3 separate regions of the Pan troglodytes genome follow, and all the other regions are linked to region 3. A link is a contact called in public HiChIP or PLAC-seq data. All regions are on one chromosome and are shown on one strand. The core of a region is the stretch at or near the end of the contact, and the rest is flanking DNA. Distances in the headings are between cores, read along the strand shown. Region 1 holds the start of CLPP (caseinolytic mitochondrial matrix peptidase proteolytic subunit). Region 2 holds the start of KHSRP (KH-type splicing regulatory protein). Region 3 holds the start of TRIP10 (thyroid hormone receptor interactor 10).

Region 1 (3,646 bases), core at 488-2,987, 380 kb before region 3:
TGGTCCCTGATCTAACACAGCAATAAATCATTCAAACTGAGCACTTTTTACACATTTTTGGACCCTTTCTGAGGACTTTCTGCACAAACCTAGGAGGTAGGTTATCATTATCCCCACTCTGCAGATGCCTCCAAAGCCCTCTACCTACCTCCTTTATCACCTCTTCATCTCTTGGTTCAATGTGTATTTAATGAGCACCTACTGTGTGTCAAGCACTATTCTAGACTTTGGGGATGAAGCAGTGGGCACTTCTTAGATAGTGACATTGAACTGAATGATGAAAAAGAATCTGGCTTGAGAAGGTGTGGCAAAAAAGAGAAGTCCCAACATTACCAGCAATCTTCCTACTTCCACCATTTTGCCCATTCTTTTTCCTCTGCTGGAAATGCCTTTCCCCAGCTAACAAACTGCTACTTATCCTGCAAAGCCCAATTCCAATACCTGCTTCTCCTAGGAATGCTTTCCGGTCTGATCTCCAGGCAGAATCCACAACACCCTTCTCTGGGCTCCCACACTCTACTCCACAGGTGGCCAAAAAATGAATGAGGAGGTCTCAGTAGAAGTCGGCCACACCAGGCTGGAAGCTCTTCAAGGCCAAGACCCAGGCTAAGTCCTCTCTGGGACCCCTCTTCCAAGATGAGCTGCGGGAACACTGCAGCTTTTTTTTTTTTTTTTTTTTTGAGACGGTGTCTGGCTCTGTCGCCCAGGCTGGAGTGCAGAGGCGCCATCTCAGCTCACTGCAAGCTCCACCTCCCAGGTTCACACCATTCTCCTGCCTCAGTCTCCTGAGTAGCTGGGACTACAGGTGCCCGTCACCTCGCCCGGCGAATTTTTTGTATTTTTAGTAGAGACGCGGTTTCACCGTGTTAGCCAGGATGGTTTCGATCTCCTGACCTCGTGATCCGCCCGCCTCAGCCTCCCAAAGTGCTAGGATTACAGGCGTGAGCCACTGTGCCCGGCCCTGCAGCTATTTTTAAAATAAGGAATAAGTGGGGTGTGGTGGCTCATGCCTGTAGTCCCAGCACTTTGGGAGGCCAAGGTGGGAGGATCACTTGAGGCCAGGAGTTTGAGACCAGCCTGGGCGACATAGTAAGACCCCATCTCTACAATATATATATATATGTTTGCCAGATGTGGTAGCGCACAATTGTAGTCCCAGCTACTCTGGAGAGCAAGGTGGGAGGGAGGGTCGCTTGGGCCCAGAAATTTGAGGCCGCATTGAGCTAGGATGGCGCCACTGCACTCCAGCCTGGGCCACAGAGTGAGATTCTGTCTCAAAAAAATAAAAAATAAATAAAATAAAGCAGAAACAGTAGAAAACAAAGACGAGGTCGGGCACGGTGGCTCACGCCTGTAATCCCAGTACTTTGGGAGGCTGAGGTGGGAAGATCACGAGGTCAGGAGTTCAAGACCAGCCTGGCCAAGGTGAAACCCCATCTCTACTAAAAATAACAAAATTAACCGGGTGCAGTGGTGTGCATCTGTAATCCCAGCTACTGGGGCAGCTGAGCCAGGAGAATGGCTTGAACCCAGAAGGCAGAGGTTGCAGTGACCCAACATCGTGCCACCGCACTCCAGCCTGGGTGACAGAGCAAGACTCCGTCTCAAAAAAAAAAAAAGAAGACGAATTGGTCGGTAAGGGGACTCGAACTGGAGACTCTAAAACTTCTCCAGCCCTGCCCACTCAATTTACTTCACTGGCTCCTCCCTTTCAGGCTCCGCCCCTATCCCCGCCCCACCCTTAATGGCGCCCGCCCAGACTCCCGGAAGTGGGCGGCCTAGCGAGCGAGCTCCCAGGCGCAAAGCACGCCGGAAGCTGTAGTTCAGCCATCGGACGGAAGCCTACCGGGGCGTGCGGAGGGATGTGGCCCGGAATATTGGTGGGGGGGGCCCGGGTGGCGTCATGCAGGTACCCCGCGCTGGGGCCTCGCCTCGCCGCTCACTTTCCAGCGCCGCGGCCGCCGCAGCGGACACCCCAGAACGGCCTGGCCCTGCAGCGGTGCCTGCACGCGACGGCGGCCCGGGCTCTCCCGCTCATTCCCATCGTGGTGGAGCAGACGGTACGGCGGCCGGGCGGGGACACGGTTCGGGGGCTCTGGGCTGGGTGGGGATCGGCTGGCTGCCCCCGACCCCTCATCTCCATCTTTCTACCCCCAGGGTCGCGGCGAGCGCGCCTATGACATCTACTCGCGGCTGCTGCGGGAGCGCATCGTGTGCGTCATGGGCCCGGTGAGCGCCCCGCGCCGGGACCCTCCCCAGGACTCTCCCAAGCGCCTGCCGACACTCCCTGCGCCCCTCCTTCCCTGGCCCCAGACTTTCCCTCAGGCTCCGCTCCCCTTCTAACCCCCTTCCCTCCCCTTCTGACTCCCCTCCTGGCTCCCGGTCCCCCCACCCGCTCCTCACCCCTTCTCTGCTCCTCGGCTCTTAATCTCCGACTGCCTTCCTGACACCTGGCACCGCTCCCCTCATTCCTACGCTCAAGACTCTCCCCAGCCATTCTCACCCCTTCCTTTCCTGTGTCCCTAGCCCCCTGACTACCCCCTTCCTGTGCTCCAAACTCCCTGGGTCCTCTCCACTACTCTCTCCCCATCCCCTTCTGGGGCCTAAATTCTTCCCCATCCCTTTTACTTTGGGCTCTGGTCCCCCTTCCTGGTTTCCTGACCCATCCCCAGCCTCCCTTAAAACTCTCTCCCTACCCCGAATCTGGGGACACCCCTGCCCTCTCCACCTGCAGATCGATGACAGCGTTGCCAGCCTTGTTATCGCACAGCTCCTCTTCCTGCAATCCGAGAGCAACAAGAAGCCCATCCACATGTACATCAACAGCCCTGGTGAGCAGGGTCTTTCCTGGGTGCCAGGGGCACTCGTCAGGGCACACGGGTGACTCAGGGGACCAGAATCCCGGGTCAGGGATGTTCTCTCTCTGAGAAAGGGTGCAGAGCGTCAGAGTTCCAGAAGTGGCTTTAAACCACCAAAAGGTGCCTGTTGCTGGCTTTTGAGCCTCGGTTCACAAGTCAGGATGTGGCCTCTTTGATCCTGCACATACTGTTCTGCCAACCTGACCCGGCTGACATTTAAAAATTGGTAGATTTTAGGCCAGGCACAGTGGCTCACACCGGTAATCCCAACACTTTGGGAGGCTGAGGCGGGCGGATTGCTTGGGCTCAGGAGTTCAAGACCAGCCTGGGTAACGTAGTGAGACCCCATCTCTATAAAAAAAGTACAAAGATTAGCCGGGCAATGTGGCGTGTGCCTGTAGTCCCAGCAACTCGGAAGGCTGAGGGAGAAGGATCACTTGAGCCCAGGAGGTCGAGGCTGTAGTGAGACCATCTCAAAAATAATAATAATTGGTAGATTTTTTCCCCCTCCCCAAAAAAAGTAGTCAATTTTGATTGAGCACTTATGATGGAGGCTTTTTTTTTTTTTTTAATTGAGACGGAGTTTCGTTCTGTCACCCAGGCTGGAGTGCAGTGTTGCAATCTCAGCTCACTGCAACTTCTGCCTCCTGGGTTCAATCGATTCTCCAGCTTCAGCCTCCCAAGTAACTGGGGATTACAGGCATGTGCCACCATGCCTGTCTAATTTTTTGTATTTAGTAGAGATGATGTTTCACCTTGTTAGTCAGGCTGGTCTTGAACTCCTGACC
Region 2 (3,693 bases), core at 374-2,873, 320 kb before region 3:
GAGAGGTGGAGGCTGTGGTGAGCTGAGATCGTGCCACTGCACCCCTGCCTGGGTGATAGTGAGACTGTTTCCAAAAAACAAACAAACAAACAAACAAAAAACCAAGACTCTATGGGACACAAGTTACATCTCAGACACGTGAAGAGCAACTTTAAAGAAACCTCAACCCAGCAAACTTAGGATCAGAGTCTGGGGTTTAGAAACCCAAACCATGTTAAGAATCTCCCTTTCCACCAGTCTCCATTTTTCTACGCTGCTCTAGAGCCAAAACTCATGGGATGCCCACAGGGGGCCTGTCCCCACCAACTGACAGCACCAGCTTCCTCCCTTCAAGCTGCCCCAGAATCAAGACGGTTCCATGGGCAATAAGACCAAATGCACGCTAGAACCCACCCAACTCCAAGGGTGAGAGAGACGACAGAGGGCCAGAATACCGGCGTTCACTTAACGGGACCTCCCACCTTGGGAGGAGCCAGCCTCTAGCCCCGGAGGCATTGGGACAGCCCAGGAGCCGGTCGGCGACAAAATCCTCCCATTCTACCGACCCCCACCCCTCCAGGCAATGGGGAGGCTGCAAATGGAGCTGGAGAGGTCAGTCCTAGCAGCATGTGACACTTCCTTGTCATTACGCCTCAATACACGGTGGTGGGAGACCCTCCCTTCTTTCCCCCAAAGAGACAGACCACGCTTTCAAGCCACCAAAGCATCCAAGAGCCAGTCCCCACGCTCGTCTTCCCCATTTCGCCCAAGTGCTCAGCCCTGGACAGGTCCCCATCCACTTTCCCGACTGAAGAGGAAGGACTGTCTCTCCCACCCCCACAATGTCCCTTTCTCCTAGAGAGGGGACAGAAATGGGACGGGGTTGGGGGCAAACACTGCCCTTTGCCCTGATACGGAGAAGAGAGTAAAGGCCCTCCGCCCGGGAAGGTGGACCCCTGCCTCCAGGAATGTCCTAAGGCGGGGGGCTAAGGGGGTCCCAAAAGTGCGTCTCCGAGCTCCGGGGCGCCTGCACACCCAGGCGCCGCTCCTGGTGACCCCCGGTGCGCCCCTACCCCCTGCAGGGGGGTCACCCGCTGGGATCCCACTCGAGGCGCAGCGGGAGGGCCAGGCCCCCGCCTACCGCCCACGTGACCCCGCGACGGCCCCGGCCCCCCTCCGCGACCCTGCGCGCGCGCGCGCACGTGACCCCCGCCCCCTCCCCCGCCTGCGCGCGCGCGCGAGCGCGCCCCTCAGGCCCTCGGCCTCCTCACCTGGCGGGCCCGCTGCACGGCGTCGGCGAAGGCGTCCTTGCGGATTCCCGGGCCGCCTCCGCCGGGTGGCTGAGAGGGGCCCCCGGCCGACCCCCCGCCCGGGCCGCCGCCGCCGGGACCGCCGCCGCCCCGGTCCCCCGCGCCTGGCGGGCCCGGCGGAGGGCCTCCCCCGGCGCCTCCGGCTCCCCCGCCCCCGCCGGCGGGCGGCGGTGGCCCGGGCGGGGGTCCTCCCGTGCTGTAGTCCGACATGGCGCGGCGGGGCCGGGCCTGGCGCGGAGGCTGAAGCTGAGGAGGCGGCGGCGGCGGCGGCGGCTCAACGCGGGAACAAGGCCTCGCTCCACACGGCCGCGGAGCACTCTGGGAACCCAGCCGCTGGGAGGACGACGAGGGGGGAGGGAGTCGCCCCTCCCGCCGCCGACGTGACGGACGACTCCGGCGGGCCAATGGGAGGCAGCCGCCGCACCCCGGACACCAATCGCGAGCTCTGTAGGAGGTGGCCAATCGGAGTGCAATGAGGGGCAGTGGGCGGGAGGCTCAGAGTGACTGACAGCTCTCAGAGGCAATAGCTGCGAGCTTCCCGTCTGGGCGGGCAAATGAAGGAGATCTGAGAAGGCAGGAGGCCCAATGAAACGCGAGTGCCAGATTCGCGGGGCGGCTTCAGAATTAGATTGACGGTTCTGAAGAGTCACGTGGACTGTAAGGCCGGGCCTAGTGGAAGACTCCTATGGACCGGCTGGGTGGGCGTTAGGTTTGATCGTCGTGGACACAAGCCAATGAATGCACGTAAGAGGTGGTGCTTGTAAAGATGGGCAGTCAATTAATCCAATCCCTGACGAGTTCTGGGTGATGAGGTTGGCTTTGGACTTTAATTGCTTCCCTTGTTAACCAGAATCCTTTTCTATCCCTGACTTCTAAGCCAATGGCTGAGCGACATGGGTGGGTGTTCGGTGACTGACACTGGTCTGGACAAATGGGAATGAAGGAAATCAAAGCGCCCAGTTTTGGTGGGAGCCAGTGGAAGCGCCGCTGCATTGGGGCGGAGTCGGCCACCAGACAGCGAGGGGATTAGCGGGAACTGTAGTGAATGGCAGCCGACGTGGGCGGTGGCAATCGGCTGCCCGAACTCAGGCCTGATGTCTGGGTTAGCTCACCGGCAGCCTGGTTGGGTATGCCCGGCACGTGGCCCGCTTGAAGACTTAGAGATCGAGCGCTTCCGGAGGTGGGGAGGCCGGAAAGCAGGAAACTCGGGATCCCCCGGGCCTTCTCTCTCGACCCCCCATCTAGAGCGTCCAGTTCTCTTGCAGGACTCAAGGAACCAGCCCCACTCACGAGTCCAGAACCGTTCCAACAACCGGGATCGAGGGATCATAGCCTCGATCACACCCCTCACTTGACACCCCTCACTCCCTTCGCCTAAGGCCCTGGGATCCAAGCCTCAAGCTCCTATCCTAGGTCCTCACTTCCTCTCCTGGACACAAATTCCCATTCAGGACCCAGAGGCCCAAGGTCCCCAGCTCCCCTACTGGGTCCAGGGATCTCATGCACCCAGTTCCACTCCTAGGCCCAAGTATCCAGACACGTTCAGCAAAAACCATCTCTTTATTCCTTGTTGTGTGACATGTTCACCATTTCGCCCTGGAGCCAGGACGACCTACAAGGGGCCAGACTGGAGTCCACGTTTCTTGTCTCAGGCTGCACCCTGGGGAGGGAGTCCCAGGAGTCTTCTGACCCAGCACTGCCCCCCCTCCGCCCACCACCAACCCCAGCTTCAGGAATCTTCTGACCCAGAGCCCCACCCCCACCCCCAGCCTGCTTTTGCCACCAAAAACTGCCCCAGGGCCTGAACCTTGAGGCCTCGAGGGCTCTTTGGGGCCAGGGGTCATCAGGTCCTCCTGTCCCATTTCTGCCTAGGCTGTGTCGTCCAGCTCACAGCCTATATGCCCAGGGTTTTCTTCATGGCTTCGTACACCACATAGCTGATGCCACCTGCTGGTAAGACCTTCAGTAGCGTGGGGGTCATGCCTCGGTACAGCCCTAGCCAGCCCTGCTGGGCCAGGATCCGCTGGAGGACTCCGCGCATGGTGGGATTTGAGCCCTCCACGGTATCTGCAGGGACACAGGCAAGATCAGGACTAGGCCAGAGATGACTGGGCCTCCTAGGAGTCTGGAATGTTGCGGACAGGTGCTGAAGCCACGGGTAGGGGCCCCAGGGGTCAGTAGGAAAAGAGTTTTGAAGAGTCTTAGAGGAAATTGGTCAGTTTGAGGAGGAGTGGGGGAGTTTCTGAGTAGGAGTTATCAGGATTAATTTTAGGAAATTTTCTTGAGGGGTGGGAGTGGAGATAGGGTCTCTCTCTGTTGCGCAGGCTGGAGTGCGGAGGCACGATCATAGCTCACTGCAGCCTCGACCTCCAGAGCTCAAGGGATCCTCCAGCCTCAGCCTCCC
Region 3 (4,055 bases), core at 304-2,803:
ATGACCTAAGACCCCAGGCTGAGACCCCAGCCTTAGGCTAAGCCTTTTATTCCAGAGTGAGGCAATTGGAGCCACACCCCCAGATTCCAGGCTAGACTGGACTCCGGGCTGAACTCTGACCCCAGGTGAACTCCCTCTCTGCAAGTTGAGTCCTAACTTCAGCCTGAAACTCTGACACCCCCTCGTCCCCCACACCACACACTGAGGCTTAATCTCTGGTTTAGGCCACCGATCTGGACTAGCCCTGACTCCAGATTGGACCTGACCCCTTACCGGGTTGCTAATCCTTCTGGTTAAGCCTCTGGCCTCTATCCCCTATCCCCACGGTGGTGCTGACCTGGACTGAACCCCAATTCCAGTTTGAGTCTCTGAGCAGAGGTGAACTCAGAACTTTGCTAGGCTGAGCCCCCATTTGAGACTAGCCACAGAACTCACTGGGTTCAATTGCCCAACTGCAATCAGACATTTTCTAGCTCAGAAGCCACCAGCAGGTGGGGCCAGGTCTCAGCAGAGACATCAGTCCCAGTGTGGGCTCCCAAGGCTCTCCTCCTGGGCTCAGCCGTATCTCTCTGTTCTGGGAGCCTGGGTGCTCTGTGTAAGGGGAACGTATACCCAAGGGCCCCCCTGCAAGACGCCCAGCCTTGTCTGAGGCTGCAGAGAAAGCGCCAAAGCCCGGAGAGAATGGGAGTGGGAATCCCCAGTGCCTCCTCTCCTCTTTCATTCCAGCACCTCAAAGGGATTTACAAGGTGTGAACAGACTTTTATGGGAGAGGTGACAGACTTCCCTTCTCCAGGGCCCAGATGGCCCAGATGTCTGGGGGAGTGGCGGAATCGGAATCTCAGGGGCAGTACTGAGAATGAAACCAGGTTAAACTGGAAAATGGGCAGATGCAGGCGCGAACTGGAAGGCAGCTGGGGAAGGGCCTGGGCCTGGCGCCCCAAGGACGGCCTGTCCTCAGTTTCCCAGCGGAGACTCTGGGGGAGGGAAGGCAGGATGCGGTGCGGGAGTTAATGGACCCGGCCTTGGCGAAGGCGCGTCCTGGGTTGGATCGAAGCCCTCTCATCCGCCCTGTGGCCGGAGGGACCAGACCATTAGTGGGACGAACCTAGACGCCTGGAGCCGGGCCGGCTCGCAAGAACGGGGTGACCTCAGGTTGCCCCTGCAATGGGGTTGAGGAAGGACTTCTTGAGTTTGGGGTTTTAGTGTCTTGGCCCTTTAAGGAATAATTGCGGGGAAAGGGGAAAAGGAGATAGGAAGAACCGTTTGGAGCGGGGAAGGAAGATGAGAGGACGAGAGGGACCCCGGGGATTTGGAAAAAATGGGTGGGGGTTCTTTAAGGGGTCGGTCCAGCGGCGTCGAGTGGCAACGTTGGTTTAAAAGGGGGCGGAGCGTCCGTTGGGCCCCGCCCCCGAATCGCAGGGCTTGGGCTCCGCGCGGGTGGGGGCGTGGCAGAGCGTGCAGGGGGGCGTGGAAGAGTCTGGGGTGGGCGGGGCCGGGCGGGGCGGGGCGGGGCCAGGCGCACCGCCCTCGGCTGAGTCTCCCCGGGGAGGGCGGAGGGCGGCGGGCGGCGGGCGGCGGGGACCGGGTGCGGTGGTGGCTGCGGCGGCGGCGGCGGCGGCGGGAGCAGCATGGATTGGGGCACTGAGCTGTGGGTAAGTCCAATCGGCCCGCCTCTAAGTTCCCCTTTGCTGGGGTCCAGGCACCCCCCTTTTGTCCCCAATGTATCTTAGAGGGGGCTCCGCGCCTTTCCCTTCCACCGACCCTTGGGTCCCCGCCCTCCACCCTCCGCTCTCTCTCGAAGTTTATCTGGGAGTCTCAGCACGCTCAGGGGCGAAGGGCGACTTTGCCGGACCGGAGTGGGGAAACTGAGGCACAGGGTTGAGAATGAGGCGGGCAGGAGGAATCCTGGGGCCAGGCCGGGGCGGCTGAGAGAGGTCACCTATTTTGGGCGCCCTGGCCGGGCAGGCGGCTTATCTTACGGCCCCTGGGTCCCTGCCCGTCGTCCGCCTGTCCGGCTAGGAGGGGGGAGGGGACCCTCTGGTCACCCTCATCCCCACCCACGTGGGACCTAGAAGTCCTGACCGCCCTTTCCCTCGCCTTTAATCAACACCTAGGGGCTGGGGACGCTCATGGAGGGGAAGGGGGATGCTAAGCTCGGCCTGATCCCCCTCCCTGGCTTCCCCCTGCTCACCCCAGGCCCAGGGCGGGACCGCCCCCTGGTCGCCTATAACCTCAGCCCTGGAAGCCCCAGAAATTTCCCCCTATCCTAGCCGGACCTCTGACCCCTCCCCTTCCTGGGGGCGGTGGAATCCCTGAGTTCTTAGTGCAGCGGGGGTAACCAGACTGCCACCCCCTCCTCCAATTCTGCGATTTCTTTTGGATGTGTAGTGGGGTCAGTGGGGTAAATTGAGTCACCCATCGGGGGATCCCTGGAAGCAGGGAGATTCAGGGAACCTGGTGCCTGCCCCCTGGCCACTCAGGGGCCCCCAATCTGCCAGGAACCCTGCCCCTCTGGCCTTGACTCACGCCGGGCCGGCCGGATTTTCCGGAATCCGGGGGGATTAGGGGAGCCCGAGCTGGGGGAGTGGCCCTGTCCCCTTCCACGCCCCTCTTGGAGGTCCTATGACGGAGACCTCCATCTCCCGGCCGGGGTGGCTGGGGCCTGGGCGCTGTTCTCCGGCCCTTCCCGGGAAGGGGAGGGGGTTCCCGCCAGTTTCCTGCCTCCCCCCGCGCCACGCCGGGGCGGCGCCGGGAAGCCACTCCTTCTAGGAGCGCAGAGCCTTGGCCCTCCCTGGGAGTCTGGTCGGCGGGCTGTGGGGTCCCAAAATCGTGACCCCGGCCCCTCTCCCCTCCTCCCCCACCATGTCCCATGTCAGGATCAGTTCGAGGTGCTCGAGCGCCACACGCAGTGGGGGCTGGACCTGTTGGACAGATATGTAAAGTTCGTGAAAGAACGCACCGAAGTGGAACAGGCTTACGCCAAACAACTGCGGTGAGACCCTGGGGTGGACGCTACGGAGGACGCGCCTGGGGCGACGGGGAGCGGTGGGAGGGCTGCGGGCTCAGCCCTCCTACCTCTGTCTCCCCTTAGGAGCCTGGTGAAAAAATATCTGCCCAAGAGACCTGCCAAGGATGATCCTGAGTCCAAGTAAGGTTGGAGAGGGGCTGCAGGGCTAGATTTGTGGGGGAAGGCGGTGCATGGGTCTCACTTCCCCTCCCTCAGCTGGGACACCCCACCGCTCCTCTCACTTCCCCTTCTAGAGGTGAGAGCATGGATGCAAGATGCGGGATTATCTGGCTTGGAATCCTGAGTCCACTACTATGTAGAGGAATTGACTTGGGCTTGTGACTCAGGTTTTCTGCCATTATTTTCCTTAACTGTTAAATACAGAGGCCCCAGCAGTTACAAAACCAGTAACTTTGGGCAGATGACTTAAAGTTTTGCGCCTCTGTTTTCCTCATCTGTGAAATGGAATGATGACGATTCCTCCAGCTTTGTAGGGCTTTCATGAACACGAGCTGAATGAATGTGTTTAAACAGTGTGCAGTCCATATCAAACGCCGTAAGGAGCATTTGACTTTGAGTCCCCAATTCCAAAATCCAAAAAAGCCCTGGAAATCAAGTTGTTTTGGTCACTTGTTTGGCAGCAATCTCTGACCTGAACTTTTTGTTAATTGTAGTTTTTTTTTTGACAGAGTTTCACTCTGTCCTCCAGGCTGGAGTGCAGTGGCGCCATCTCAGCTCACTGCAACTTCCGCCTCCCAGGTTCAAGCGATTCTCCTGCCTCAGCCTCCCTAGTAGCTGGGATTACAGTCACCTGCCACCATGCCCAGCTAATTTTTATATTTTTAGTACAGACAGGGTTTCACCATGTTAGCCAGGCTGGTAATTGTAGTTTTGACTTTTATCCCACTTAGTGTGAATGTTAACACCTCTCATTGTAAAATTAAAAAAAAAAAAATAGGGTTGGGCACAGTGGCTCACACCTGTAATCCCAGCACATTGGGAGGGTGCGCAGGTGGATCACTTGAGGTCAGGAGTTCGAGAGCAGCC

Evidence for each region. HiChIP or PLAC-seq counts read pairs in DNA pulled down with a chosen protein or histone mark.
Region 1: a contact with region 3 is called in an H3K4me3 HiChIP or PLAC-seq map of stem cell-derived excitatory neurons, with 5 times the contacts expected there. The contact joins the promoter of CLPP here to the promoter of TRIP10 in region 3. A contact is called at or near these places in 1 of 7 Hi-C or Micro-C datasets (stem cell-derived neural progenitor cells) and 1 of 1 datasets of contacts at active chromatin or transcription factors (stem cell-derived excitatory neurons).
Region 2: a contact with region 3 is called in an H3K4me3 HiChIP or PLAC-seq map of stem cell-derived excitatory neurons, with 6 times the contacts expected there. The contact joins the promoter of KHSRP here to the promoter of TRIP10 in region 3. A contact is called at or near these places in 1 of 7 Hi-C or Micro-C datasets (stem cell-derived neural progenitor cells) and 1 of 1 datasets of contacts at active chromatin or transcription factors (stem cell-derived excitatory neurons).

The regions. Positions count from the first base shown.
Region 1 is chr20:8,721,655-8,725,300 of NHGRI_mPanTro3-v2.0_pri, forward strand. It overlaps CLPP (caseinolytic mitochondrial matrix peptidase proteolytic subunit), which reads left to right and starts at 1,738. Exons shown (of 6, transcript XM_512312.5): 1 at 1,738-2,060; 2 at 2,158-2,229; 3 at 2,735-2,831. The coding sequence starts at 1,863.
Region 2 is chr20:8,785,234-8,788,926 of NHGRI_mPanTro3-v2.0_pri, forward strand. It overlaps KHSRP (KH-type splicing regulatory protein), which reads right to left and starts at 1,624. Exons shown (of 19, transcript XM_024351124.3): 1 at 1,251-1,624. The coding sequence starts at 1,499. SLC25A41 (solute carrier family 25 member 41) reads right to left here. Exons shown (of 7, transcript XM_009434473.2): 7 at 2,831-3,356. The coding sequence ends at 3,184.
Region 3 is chr20:9,105,728-9,109,782 of NHGRI_mPanTro3-v2.0_pri, forward strand. It overlaps TRIP10 (thyroid hormone receptor interactor 10), which reads left to right and starts at 1,554. Exons shown (of 14, transcript XM_063801082.1): 1 at 1,554-1,653; 2 at 2,878-2,993; 3 at 3,093-3,149. The coding sequence starts at 1,630.